Regions from separate parts of the Sus scrofa genome. Here all the other regions are linked to region 2. A link is a contact called in public HiChIP or PLAC-seq data. All regions are on one chromosome and are shown on one strand. The core of a region is the stretch at or near the end of the contact, and the rest is flanking DNA. Distances in the headings are between cores, read along the strand shown. Region 1 holds the start of BRCA1 (breast cancer type 1 susceptibility protein). Region 2 holds the start of AOC2 (retina-specific copper amine oxidase). Region 3 holds the start of RPL27 (ribosomal protein L27).

The links. HiChIP or PLAC-seq counts read pairs in DNA pulled down with a chosen protein or histone mark.
Region 1: a contact with region 2 is called in an H3K27ac HiChIP or PLAC-seq map of alveolar macrophages. The contact joins the promoter of BRCA1 here to the promoter of AOC2 in region 2. A contact is called at or near these places in 3 of 47 Hi-C or Micro-C datasets (embryonic fibroblasts, liver and skeletal muscle) and 1 of 2 datasets of contacts at active chromatin or transcription factors (alveolar macrophages).
Region 3: a contact with region 2 is called in an H3K27ac HiChIP or PLAC-seq map of alveolar macrophages. The contact joins the promoter of RPL27 here to the promoter of AOC2 in region 2. A contact is called at or near these places in 2 of 5 promoter capture datasets (fetal liver and liver), 2 of 47 Hi-C or Micro-C datasets (embryonic fibroblasts and skeletal muscle) and 2 of 2 datasets of contacts at active chromatin or transcription factors (alveolar macrophages and skeletal muscle).

What each region holds. Positions count from the first base shown.
Region 1 is chr12:19,784,961-19,789,554 of Sscrofa11.1, reverse strand. It overlaps BRCA1 (breast cancer type 1 susceptibility protein), which reads right to left and starts at 1,468. Exons shown (of 24, transcript XM_021066931.1): 1 at 286-1,468. NBR1 (next to BRCA1 gene 1 protein) reads left to right here and starts at 541. Exons shown (of 21, transcript XM_005656955.3): 1 at 541-1,469; 2 at 4,557-4,594. The coding sequence starts at 4,575.
Region 2 is chr12:20,025,785-20,030,466 of Sscrofa11.1, reverse strand. AOC2 (retina-specific copper amine oxidase) reads left to right here and starts at 2,500. Exons shown (of 4, transcript XM_003131393.4): 1 at 2,500-4,682. The coding sequence starts at 3,219. It overlaps PSME3 (proteasome activator subunit 3), which reads left to right. Exons shown (of 11, transcript NM_214348.1): 11 at 138-270. The coding sequence ends at 218.
Region 3 is chr12:19,892,904-19,897,114 of Sscrofa11.1, reverse strand. It overlaps RPL27 (ribosomal protein L27), which reads left to right and starts at 2,913. Exons shown (of 4, transcript NM_001097479.1): 1 at 2,913-2,995; 2 at 3,535-3,704. The coding sequence starts at 2,915.

The sequences.
Region 1 (4,594 bases), core at 219-2,718, 240 kb after region 2:
TACTTATACCATGGTGTCCCCATTAAGACCCATTCCAGTTCCTACCAAGATCCCCCCTCGAACACACCCTGCCCCTCCCTTATCCTCAGCGCACCCCCCCGATCCTGCGACCCACAAAGTTCCCCCCTCCTCTTCATTTCCCCAGACTCAACGTTTTAGGCTTCTCAGATTCCATCTTCCGCCTGCCCCTTGCCAGATAACACCCATCTTGCTCGGCAGCTCTCTCCATACCTGTTTATTCGCCTGTCCCCAGAAACTCCTCTCCCTTCCCCAGGGCTCTCTCACCTTTACTCAGGGCAAAGCGCCCGGGATTCCCGGGCCTAGAGGCCCAATTCTCTGAAAAGCCCCCCGACCGTCCTCGGTCTTGAAAACACAAGCCGCGCAGTCGCAGTTTCAATTAATCTGTAATTCCCGCGCTTTCCTGTTGCCACGGAAACGCCATCGCGGAGCGTGAGCCTTTCAGAATGCGAGAACTAAACAGGTTACGGAAGGGCGGAGCTGAAAGAGCCGAGTCCCTCGGGGCTCCCGATTGGTCATCCATTCTTTCCCCGCGTTGCGTAATTAGAAAGGGACGGAAGACAACGAATTCTCCCGGAGTTTTCCAGTAGGCGTCCACCCCCTCACCTCTAGGCTTGGAGTTGCGACTTATTACGTCACAATGATTGCTGTACTAGAGTCGGAACCACTGCGTGAGTATGGAAAACAAGCGAGAGTAAGTGCTTAAAACAGTCACAGGAAGAGGCCGGTACCCTCACTCTTTCCTCCACAATGGACGTCTCCAGTTTAGGTAAATAATTGTGGAGGGAAAAAACTACCATTTCCAGCATGCATTGCGCATCGAAAGGTCTTGGCCACAGAGTTCCTAGGAAACTGTAGTCTTAAGGAGAGGAGCTTCCGACAGAGGAAGCGGGCAGGCTTCTGACGACAACCCAGTTGATAAATTGAAGAGCTCTGCTGCGCTTATGCACTCAACAGATATGGATTGGAACGTTGTGTTTTGCTATCTTGAGAGCGGAGAATAGGCTAAAGAACCTACAAGTCCTAGGAAGACTACAATTCCCATCCAGCCCCGCGAGTCTCCAGCAAGTCATCTTATAAGGTCGGTGACCTAAGGGAACACTTCGGGCGCAGCTTTTACCTGGGAAAAGGAAATCCGCCAGTGTCCAGGCTCCGGCCCACGGCTGCGCACTGGTAGTTCCGCCCCTTTGCCCCAGTGTTTGTTATTGTTGTGAGGATCAGGGCGCTCCTGCCCCGCCCCCGCCAGCGCATCTTCGACCAATCAATCGGGTGGTGGTTTTGAGGGACAAATGGCAAGAACCAATCATCTTGTTGGACACTCAGAGCAACAGGGGACTAGGCCCTGTCTCTCTCCGCCATGTTAGATTTATCCCGTAGGGATAGCAGCAGAGCTGGCAGTGAACTGTCCCTACGCTGGTCTCCGGCAGGCGCCCCCCGGGGGCGGAAAGCTGGTAAGGAAGAAGCTGCGGTTGCCTAGGGTGGTGTCACGTCGCCCTGAGGGTGCTTGGGGAAGTTCAAGGAGGGAGTCCTGCAAAGAAGAGGGGCGACTTTTTCCATGTCTGGGGCAGCTGATCTTTTCAGTGACCGGATGGGAGAGCCGTTTGAGGGGGCCGAGGAGGCGGATACCACCGGAGGGTTGAAGGGTCCATGGTTCAGAACGCCTGGGTTCTGCTGGAGGACGCCAAGACTCCCCAGCACAAAGAAGGCCTAAGCAAAGAAAAGGAAAGAGAGTCCTTAGGGGGTGGTGACACTGCCTGGGGGACATGGAGTGATAGGAAATGATAACTGGACCACTAGGAGGAAGTCTGCAAGGAAAAAAAAAAAAATGACACTACCCACACAGTCTCTTCATTCCTCCTCACCCCACTTTTGGGGAAACTCATAAAGAAGTCTCCTTGGTCAGGGACCTCCGGTGGAAAGGCACCGTTTTATCTTTTTATTGAACATGCAGTTTTCAGGTGACACGTTTTAACTAGGATAGCTTGTACAGGCCTCATTTGGAGACAGTAATCAAAGCTCAGCTTCCCAGGTCAGCCTTATTAAAGAGATTTTTGATATCCCAGAAAAATCGACAGGAAAAGCTTTGTGCCAGGCAAAGGTGAGCCAATAGCATGAACTTGAAATAATTCCAGTTAATGAAAGCTGAAGGCCTGAGCCCCAGCTACCTGACTTTACCTACTACAGAGACAGATGGTGTTAACCATAGCCTAGATATTTCCACAAGTTCAAGATTAGTGCTCTTGCTGAAAGCATTTTCACATACAAGGCGAAACAAAAATAGGCAGCTCTTTATGAAGACCTGGATGTGGTCCAGCTAAACTAGAATCTCCCACTTCCTGTTTTCTCCTCATCCCCCGCCAACCAGCTGGATGAGCACCAAAGTATCTAAACTAATTTCCAATTGTGTAATTTGAGAAAAGGGGAAGAATATGTTTCCTTCTGGATTCTCAAAAGTGTGAGAGTGAGTTTTTCATAAGTTGAAAAGTGAGAATGTGTTTTAGGATATTCACTTTTGGTGGAATGAATCAGTCACTTAATCGCTCTGATTTTTTGCTGAAGATTCTGGGGACTTGGCAGGAATTCTGTCCAAATCTTAAGGACCCCAAGAATTGCATTTTATATGAATGAAATACTATATGTCAACAGGATTGGTGCTAGAAACTATTTTGTTGGTGAACTTGGCTCTAGGTAGAGATAAAGAATAGAAAAGGTTGGGGGAGATTGTCTTTGGATTTAAAAAAAAACTCTGATCCATCAGAGAGTTCAAGGTCATTTTTAATGACAGTCTCAGTTGTATTGTTTCACAGGGCAGTTCCTTATACTGTGGAAAACAGGACTGTTTTAAGTTCTGAAGACTGATTCATCATCATGGTAACTTTTACGTTTGCGTACCGTTTTCAAAGAGCTAGCATACACATTTTTATTTGATCCTTGTGATTACATTGTGAGGTTGGCAAAACACAGATCTTAGACCTATTTTACAGATTAAAGAGCTGAAGCTCAAAGGTTAAATGACTTGCTCACACTTGTATGGCTAGTAATATGCCAGAACTGGGTCTGGAACCCAACTCTCCTAAACCCCTGTGCTCCTCCCATCCCACCCCGTTACAGTATATAAACTCCTGAGACTTAATCTTCTTCCTTTCCAATGTCCTGTGCCTGGAGCATAACCTGGCTCTTTGTAGATGCTTATTCAAGCTTTGTTGATGAATATGTTTAAAAGCTGGCCCTTTTCACTGCAACTTCTTATGTTTAGATTTAAACAAATGATTTTTTTCATAAAGTCATAAAAACAACCAATCTAACAACCCATTAGTAAACAAAATCCTTAAAATTCTTACCTTTTTTTTGGTCTTTTTAGGGCTGCACCCTGTGGCTTATGGAGATTCCCAGGCTAGGGGTCCGATCGAGCTGTAGCTGCTGGCCTTGCCACAGCCACACGGGATCCGAGTTGCATCTGCAACATACACCACAGCTCACAGCAACACCAGATCCTTAACCCACTGAGTGAGGCCAGAGATCAAACCCGAAACCTCATGGTTCCTAGTCGGATTTGTTTCCACTGAGCCACAATGGGAACTCCCTAAACTTCTTATCTTTTAGAGGTAAATACTCAATTATTTTATGTATGCAATGAGGCTGTCAAAATAATCCAGTAAGAAAGGGCATTGCTGTAACAAGATTAGCCCTGAGTTGATGATAATTATGGAAGGTAGTTGATGGGTCCATAGGAGTTCATTGTGTATTAGTCTCTCGTCTTTTGTAAAGGTTTGAATTTTCCCATAATGATTAGATTTTTAAAATTAGATTATTATAGTTTTGTTAAACATTAGTTGACTACATTCAATCCAGACTGGGTGGGGGGGGAATGGAAAGGTATGGATGACTGAGGGTAGCTTTGAGTTGATTGTTGTAGTTAGATGTTCATTATTCTCCACTTTAATGTGTCTTGAAATTCTCCATAAAAGAAGAAAAGCAGACTGAAAAAAAAGAAACACAGTTCATGAAGGATGAAGTGTGTTGAATGCTACTACCCCTGTGTAGTTTCTTGGCTAGTGTTTCAGCCTCTAAACTGTTAAAATTGATCTAATAGAGAGCCTGAGTTGCTCAATTGAGGAAAAGGCTGTTTTTCCAAGAAAATGTAGAACATCCCGCTTTCAAATTTTAGGAATGTAAATTCCCCAAGGGTAGAGACCTAATCTTATTCATCTTGGTATCTTACTTCTAGTAAATATATAACAGTAAATATTAATTAAGCAGTCATTATGAAGTCACAAAATCCTAAAGGATTTTACAAATGTTAGATGATTTCTGTGATGTGGCCAAAACATACATTCTCTCTGCAAACATATAGCAGTGAGATTTGTTTTAAAACACCCACTAAGACTGTAAATAGCAGAAGAGCAGGAACATTATCTTCTCAGCTACTGCTGTGTCCTCCTAGCCTAGCCTGTATTAGTTCCTCAAAAGTATTTGTTGAATGAATGTTTATGCAATTCTTAGAATCCTTTCTAGTATGTTGTCTCTCTCTCACCTAGACTCTCTAGCCTTACAGCATGGAACCACAGGTTACTCT
Region 2 (4,682 bases), core at 1,251-3,750:
GCTACCCTGAATTCAGGTTCAAGCGAGTGAGATCAGGGCTATGTGAACGATTGCTGGGGGCTTTGGGGGTTTGTCTTGTTTCCCTAGGCAGGTGGGGGTAGAACAGACGTGTGATTCCCTGATCCGTCTTCTCCCAGGTCACTCTACATGACATGATCCTGAAAAACATCGAGAAGATCAAACGGCCCCGGAGCAGCAATGCAGAGACACTGTACTGAGGCCAGGGCCAGGGCCAGGGGACTCTGTGAGTCTGGCTCAAGACCGACATTGCCTTGGTTTGTTACATGACTATCGTGATGGGGAAACTGGCTGGAAATAGTAATCACACCTCTCTCTGTTTTTAGTTAGAGTCTAATGAAACTCTCATGTAGTTCTGTGACGTGTTTACCTCTTTTTTCAGGCCTCAGGAACTCTTCTATTTCCTTCCCTCATACCCCAGACCCCCGTCCTAATTTCTGGAGTACTCCAGGTTTGTGTGCGCAGGATGTTGGCACAAGTTTACTTGTGTTTTCTCTCCCCACTTCCCTTCTGTGTCTTGGGCTTTATGTTTTCTTCCCTTTGATGTTCAGTTGGTTAGAAGTTGAGGGAACTTGAAGGAAAGTGCTAGGTATTTTGTAGGAACTGGGGCTGGATGGGGGAACCAGCTTCTCTCTTCCTGATGGCAGGTTAGTATCTCTTGCCTCTGTGGGACATTGGATCCTCCCTGCCACAGTTGCCCTGGTGATGACTTAGGGTTTCCCATCCACATACATGACACCTTGAACCTGATCACGACAAGAAACACCTTAGACCTTCTGCCAAGTCCCTAGCTCCTTCAGATATTTTTATAAGTAGGATTTTCACATACACAGATGTGCATCTCACACACACACACACGTACATGCGCGCCCTCCGACTCTGTTACTTGATGCCTCCCCCACTCTGCCCCACCCACAGACCTTGTCTGTCAGTCTGTCTGTGTCTCACACACACATACACCGTTCAGAAGGTGATAGTTGTTTAAGTCCTTATCTGCTGGGACCCATTGTCTCCTGACATTAGCCTCTTGGTGCTTGAGGCTGGTGGGTTGGAAGACAGCTGAGAGATGAGAAGCAGAGGGAGTGGGGAAGGCCCCTTCCTCTGTGACTCGGGTCCTTTTGGACGAGTTGAAATTGGTGTGGGGGTGACCAGAAGCTGCTGCTCCTACTGGGCTTTCCCGTTGGGAAAAATGTTTCTCTTATTTATAGTGTTGTGCTTCCAGGGAAAGCAGTCACTTGTATGTGTATGTGTGTGCATGCACACGTAGGCATGTACACGTTGTGTGTATGTGGACATCTGTTGGGCAAGTCAAAACCATAGAAGAGTTGCCTCTTATCTCTCGAATCGTCTGGAGATATCACTTGTTACAGCTTTTGTGTTGACCCTCATCAACCCCCACTTTTTTATTCTCACCACTGGAGAGAGAGTCTGTCGGTGACTCTCTCGGTGTCTAATTCTGACTTTTATTCTTTGTCTTGTCTCTGTCTTCCAACCTCCAATCATATTTCCACCTGGATGCATCATCTTTACTCCCAGTGCGCTGTAGAGAAGGAGTTCGGGTGTGGTCTTCCCGTGAATAGTACTCAGTAACAAACCAATTGCATTTTAGTTGGGCAGTGCTCCTACCCACCCTCAGACCCCTTTCAACGAAAACCCTCCCTTCCTCCCAACATGTGTTTCTCAGTTTCCCTTTTTGTTTGTTGGATTGTTCTAGTGCCCCTGCTCCCCACCTTACCACCCTTGGATCGTAATGTAAAATTCTTTTACCATGTCAAGAAATTATTAAAAATACAGGTACTTTGACCTCTTTCTAAAGCCGCAGACCCTGATGCGATGCTCTGGTGGCCAGGGACACACCCGTACTCTGTGCACATTGGGATACTCACCTCCATGTGTATACCTCCAGCCGCCCTATGGGGTGTCTTTATACCATTTGAGCTGCCTCTTTTCTTGGGAATAATGGAAAGATGGAGGCTTCTGCCTCCCAAGAGGCAAGGGTGGGTCCTTCATTTGTGTTCAGGCTGAATCACATGAAAGTTAGCTCTTCCCAGACCTAAGCTGCCTTCTACCCTCACAAGACCCCAGCTCCTTCCTTCCTTCTCCAGCGATACCCATGAACTGCCAGTAGAGGCTGCTCTAGATCCGTGCGTGGGGAATCACCCGGTTCAAGGCACAACCTACTCGGTCATTTCCTTTACTTTATACTAATACTTCCCTTCGAATAATGTCTTAAGTTTCTTGAGGTGATGCCAGGGACCCCTGGTTTTGGTTTTCAAATGACTTGGAGGGCTGTCTAGGACCCTAGCTCCCTCTGAAATAAAGTTTCTTCAACTTCCACCTTGCAAAGTAGCGTTCTCATATCCGATGATCTGGTACCCATTGTCTCTGCAGAAAAAGATTTAGGGTCTTGAACAATGGAGGTTCATCTGCTCTGTTCTGTTTCAGAGATCGCTGACAATTTTTGAACCTCCCCTGTGGCAGGCGCTAAGCATTCTGGGCATGATCACATTTACTTTTCATGAATCTCTGGGGAAGTTTTATCCCTTCTTTATAGGTGAGGACACTGAGATTCATGATAAGTAATGCCCTTGAGATCACACAGCTTAGGAACCCACGATTGGTGTACAGGTCTGACTGCTGCGCCTAGGCCTTCGCTGCTCCTTTCCCACCAACTACATGCAAGTGGTCTGAGACTACAAATCAAGGGCTTGGCCTTAGGCAGCTGGCAGAACACAGTGCTTACCGCTGAACTGGGCAGTGGATCCTGGAAATGTTGGGGGTAGTGCCTGCCAGGAGGTAGGAAAATGGACAGAGTGTCTGCATGTAGCACCCAGGACTTGACTGGGCACCTGAGATTTGCATTCTTCCTCAGACCCATTCAGGGTGGAAAGTAGAGTTTAGCGTATATACAAATGCCCTCTAATCTGGTCTAAATAATAGTGATGGGTACTGACCATGCTGCTGGGAGGAGTTCAGGGGGAGGAGAGAGGCTGTGCACGTGGAAGGAATACCTTGAGCCAAACCACAGAACAGAAAATTGGAGCAGAATGATATAAATCAAGGTCAGAATTTTCCTGTCCAACCCACAGGGCGGAGTTTTCTCTATTCCTCTCCATCCCACTGCATATAAACTGGGATTTGATGTCAGTAACTGGAAGGAGCTGCTGGTAGGCCTCTCATTTCAGCTCTCAGCTTTCACCATGAACCTCAAGGTAGTCCTCGTGTTGCTGGCACTGTCCCTCATTACCATCTTTGCTCTGGCCTATGTCTTGCTGACCAGCCAAGGTGGCTCCAGCCAGCCTCCCCACTGCCCCTCTGTATCCCACAGTGCCCAGCCCTGGACACACCCTGGCCAGAGCCAGCTGTTTGCAGACCTGAGCCGAGAAGAGCTGACGGCTGTGATGAACTTTCTGACCCAGAAACTGGGGCCAGGCCTGGGGGAGGCCGCCCAGGCCCGACCCGCAGACAACTGCATCTTCTCAGTGGAGCTGCAGCTGCCCCCCAAGGCGGCAGCCCTGGCCCACCTGGACAGGGGGAGTCCCCCGCCTGCCCGGGAGGCCCTGGCCATCATCTTCTTTGGCGGACAACCCCAGCCCAATGTGACCGAGCTGGTGGTGGGGCCGCTGCCCCAGCCCTCCTACGTGCGGGATGTGACTGTGGAGCGTCACGGAGGCCCCCTGCCCTACCACCGACGCCCCGTGCTGGGAAATGAGTCCGCCCAGATGTGGAAGCATTTGAAAGAGGTGGAGCTCCCCAAGGCACCAGTCTTCCTGGCTTCTGTCTGCAGCTACAATGGCTCCAATTTGGCAGCTCTGCATGCCACCCCTCGTGGCTTACGCTCAGGGGACCGTGCTACCTGGATGGCCCTCTACCATAACATCTCAGGTGTTGGGATTTTTCTTCATCCTGTGGGGCTGGAGCTCCTGCTGGACCACAGGGCTCTGGACCCTGTCCGCTGGGCTGTCCGGCAGGTCTTCTACCTTGGGCGCTACTATGCCGACTTGGGCCAGTTGGAATGGGAGTTTAAGGCTGGCCGGCTGGAGGTGGTTAGAGTTCCTCTACCCCTGCCAGATGGGGCCTCATCCCTGCGGTCCCGGATCTCCCCCGGGCCTCTTCCCCCTCTTCAGTTCTCACCCCAAGGCTCCCGGTACAGTGTACAAGGGCACCTGGTGGCATCCTCCCTCTGGACATTTACATTTGGCCATGGGGTGTTCAGTGGCCTGAGGATTTTTGATGTTCGGTTCAAGGGCGAGCGAGTGGCCTATGAAGTTAGTGTCCAGGAATGTGTATCCATCTATGGTGCCGATTCACCCAAGACAATGATGACCCGATACCTGGATAGCAGCTATGGACTTGGCCGTCACAGCCGGGGCTTGGTGCGGGGAGTGGACTGCCCCTATCAGTCTACCATGGTGGACATCCACGTGTTAGTGGGCAGAGGGGCAGTCCAGCTGCTCCCAGGGGCTGTGTGTGTATTCGAGGAGGCCCAGGGGGTACCCCTCCGAAGGCACCACAATCACCTTCAGAGTCATTTCTATGGTGGTTTGGCTGGCTCAGCCCTTGTAGTCAGGTCTGTATCCTCCGTAGGCAACTATGACTACATTTGGGACTTTGTATTGCACCCAAACGGGGCACTTGAAGGGCGGGTCCGTGCCACGGGCTAC
Region 3 (4,211 bases), core at 1,664-4,163, 130 kb after region 2:
ATTTAGGGGATTTCCCCAGTGTCTCAGCAGGTTAAGGCTCCAGTGTTGTCTCTGCTGTGGCAGTTCACTGCGGGCAAAGCCAAAAAAAATTCATAGGATTTAGTTGCTGGCTTGATTTGAAGAGTTTTAGTATGAGAGAAGAGTTCAAGACAATAAGATTTCAGGGTTTGGTTTCTATTTTCCAAGAGAGAAACCAAAAGAGGCAGAAGCAGATCAGGAGGCTGAGAGAAGACAATGGAGGTGGAAGAGGCCAGGGTCGTGTGGCGGGGTGGGAAAAGCACCAGCTTGGGAATGGGGGGACCCTGCTCTGCGCCACCAACTCTGACTTTGCTGCTCTAGAACTGTCCTCTCATCTTTGAGAGGACAGAGAAGCTGATCTCTGAGGTCCTTTCCAACTCTGAAATATCTTCCAAATGAAAGCAGAAACCATTTTCACTGACTATAGGACTCTAAGTACATAGTTAGGGTGATAAACCATTGAAACAAGGTCCTGAGAGCTGCAGGGGTAACTGGTCCCTGGAGAGCCTCAAGAAGAGAAATGATGAAACCTTGATTGTTCCCACAACTTGCCCAAGACCAATCCTATAGATTTGTCAGTGTTCAGATGAGCATAAACTGTAAGATGGTTTCTCTTTCTTTTTAACTCGGAAGACACCTAAAAAACCATCTAGTAAACCAGCTATAATGGAAAAAAATAGAAATCATTAAAGAAAATAAGTTCAGGGAGTTCCCGTTGTGGCGCAGTGGTTAACGAATCGACTAGGAACCATGAGGTTGCGGGTTCGGTCCCTGCCCTTGCTCGGTGGGTTAAGGATCCGGCGTTGCCATGAGCTGTGGTGTAGGTTGCAGACGCGGCTCGGATTCCGAGTTGCTGTGGCTCTGGCGTAGGCTGGTGGCTACAGCTCCGATTAGACCCCTAGCCTGGGAACCTCCATATGCTGTGGGAGCGGCCCAAGAAATGGCAAAAAGACAAAAAAAAAAAAGTTCATAATAACATCTGAAAAAAAAAAAAAAAACATCTAATAGAGCACAGACCATGGCTGCCAAGTGGGAGGAGGGAGGGAGTGGGATAGATTGGGAGTTTGGAGTTAGTAGATGCAAACCATTACATTTAGAATTGATAAACAGCAAAGTCTTACTGTATAGAACAGGGAACTACATCCAATCTGGGATAGACCATAATGGAAAAGAATATAAAAGAATGTAGGGAGTTCCACTGTGGCTCAGTGGTAATGAACCCTACTAATATCCATGATGATGTGGGTTTGATCCCTGACCTCGATCAGTGGGTTAAGGATCCCGTGTTGCTGAGAGTTGCAGTATAGGTCTCAGACATGGCTCACATCTGGCATGGCTATGGCACAGGCCAGCAGCTGCATCTCTGATTCAACCTCTAGTCTGGGAACTTCTATGTGCCATAGGTTTGGCCCCTAAAAAGCAAAAATAAGAGAAATGTATACAGTTTTGATCCCTGGCCTAGGAACATATGCATGCCTCAGGTATGGCCAAAAAAAAAAAAAAGGAATGTGTATATGTACATATAATTTGCTGTACAGCAGAAATTGGCACAACATTGTAAATCAACCACACTTTAATTAAAAAAAAAAGAACCATCTAAGAACACTCTTCCAGGAGTTCCCTTGTGGTGCAATTGGTTAAAAGATCCTATGTCCTCACTGCAGCAGCTTGGGTCCCTGCTGCGGTGTGGGTTCAGTCCCTGGTCGGGGAACTTTCACATGCCAGCAGGTGCGGCCAAAAAATAAATAAAATTAGGTTTTTAAAAAATAAACACTTCCAATGAGTGATGGGAATACCTAAGATGCAGAGTTGTGAGAATTAAAAAGGCAGTTGACCTACCTAAAGTGCCTAGCATCTTGCTTGACACAGAGTAGGTGCTCAGTTTGGGGACGGGGTAAACAGCATGGGCTCGGGAAGACTGCTTGAGTCTGCGTCCCCAGCTTGATCACTTACTAACTGTGCATTTGGGGCAAGTTACTTAACCTCTCTAAGCCAAAGGATCTTCAACAGGAGAATGGAGATAACAGTGCTTCATCTCCTAGTGTTGTTATGAGGATCAAAAGAGATAACATATGTAAATAAGCTGGGTCTGACACAAGGTATACAGCTGCTGGCATCACCGTAAAGTCCTTCATCTCTCTCTCCTATTCTAGTCCGTTATGTCTCTGACATCAGTAGACTTTAAATGTTGAAGGCAAGTACTCTGATTCGATTGATTTTCGTCTCTCCCTCCTTAGCCTGACAGGGCACACAGTTGGCACTATGAATGTCCCATTTCGTTCCCGACTCTTCCAAGGCAAAAAGGTAAATTTCAAACTGCGCCTCCCCCACCTCCTAGCGCCACACAAAGGAACTACTGGCAGGGGGACGGTGGACAGCTGCCTTTCGGTAAAAGCCTTCCGAGGGAGGCACAGCTCCTTTGCCCTGTCTACTGCTGCAGCTGCTAATAAAGTTTGTTTTGAATAAATAGGCTGCCAAGCCTTCCTATTCCCTTAAGAGCTTCTTCCGCCCTCAACACGGATTCGGAGCGCTACGCATGGGGCGGGAGCGAAGCCTGAGGGGCGGGACAGGAAGTGAGATCACCCTCCGCGGGGTGAAAGGTTAGCGGAAGTACTCTTTCTTCCTTTCCGCTGTATCCCCGAGTGGTCGCTGCTGGTGAGTAGAGGTTTGGGTAGGGTTTCCCAATCCGCCGCCATCCGCGGCCTGGGGGTCGACTTGGGGGTTGGTGTCGACACTTTCTGTCCCTTGGGGTCTGGCGGCTTCGTTCCGGATCCTGTCCTGCGAGCACGACCCGCAAGCGGCCTGAGCTGAGGCGACAGTGAGCGCAGCCTGAAGTTCGGGCCCACCGCTTGAACTTGCGGATTCCTGAGCGACTCCTTCTCCTTCCTCTGCAGAAATGGGCAAGTTCATGAAACCCGGGAAGGTGGTGCTGGTCCTGGCTGGTCGCTACTCCGGACGCAAAGCGGTCATCGTAAAGGTACTAGCCTGTGCGCCCTCTTATCCCGGGGATCGGTGAGGGGAGGGTAGAGGGGCTGCAGCTTGGAATTTGAGGCTTAGTTTGGAGCCTTACCCACTGAGCATTGCGAGTTAAGGGATGGAGGTGAATACATGGGAGCTTTTGAGAGAGAAAGTTGCAAAGTAAAAAGTAGGAGTTGAATGGGGCAGCAACGCATCTTGTATCCAAAGGTTTTAAGTAGCAATAATGGCCAGCGTGTTAGGTGCTGCAGCTGGCAAGGAATTGTTTCATAGTCAAAATAGTCACTTAGCATCTTCCTGGTAGGAATGATTGATACCACCCTTATTGCTATTACTCTTTGGGTATATACTACTATAGCACTTAAATGTTAGCTTTGTATGGTTTTTATAATAGTGGGTCTTAGAGACTTATGGGGTGGGGTTATTCTTTATCCACGCCCTACATCTAGCTCAGGGTGTAAATAGCAATGACGAAGTAATTCTTTTTTTTTTTTTTTTTTAAGTAATTATAAATAACAAATGTACTCCTTGCTCAATCAGAACATTGATGATGGCACCTCAGACCGACCCTACAGCCATGCTCTGGTGGCTGGAATTGATCGCTATCCCCGCAAAGTGACAGCTGCCATGGGCAAGAAGAAAATTGCCAAGAGATCAAAGATTAAGTCTTTTGTGAAAGTTTATAATTATAATCACCTCATGCCCACAAGGTGAGCATTTCAAGAATGGGAATGAAAGTGACTTTTTCTACCTTTTCCCTTTCTCTGGCCGGCTGAGTAAGGAGACACCCTTATAGCCACTCCAGTGTAGGGAGGAGACATCATCTTCAATTTGTCCCCTTGGCTGTGGTTTCCAGTTGTCTAGAGACTTGCCTGACTTGGCCAAGCTGGATCGAAAAATCTCTTCCTGTCTTGATCTAAGTGTTGAGTAAAGATTCTTCCATTTCTTTCCAGCCACAGTAAACTCAGACATAGGATCTGAATTGCCCTCTTCCACGCAAGGATAGTAGTTATTAGAGGGTAGGTACTTGTGAAAAATCAAGAATGAAGTTTTTCAGTGGCTTGACTCGATGTAAATGAATTTATTAAAATTGGGTGTTTCCAAAGAACATCATCAGGACTTTAGCAGTTTTTTGTTTTGTTTTGTTTTTCCCTTTTTGGCCGCACGTGAGGCATGCCTAAGTTCTGGGCCAGGGATCAATCCCATACCACAGCAAT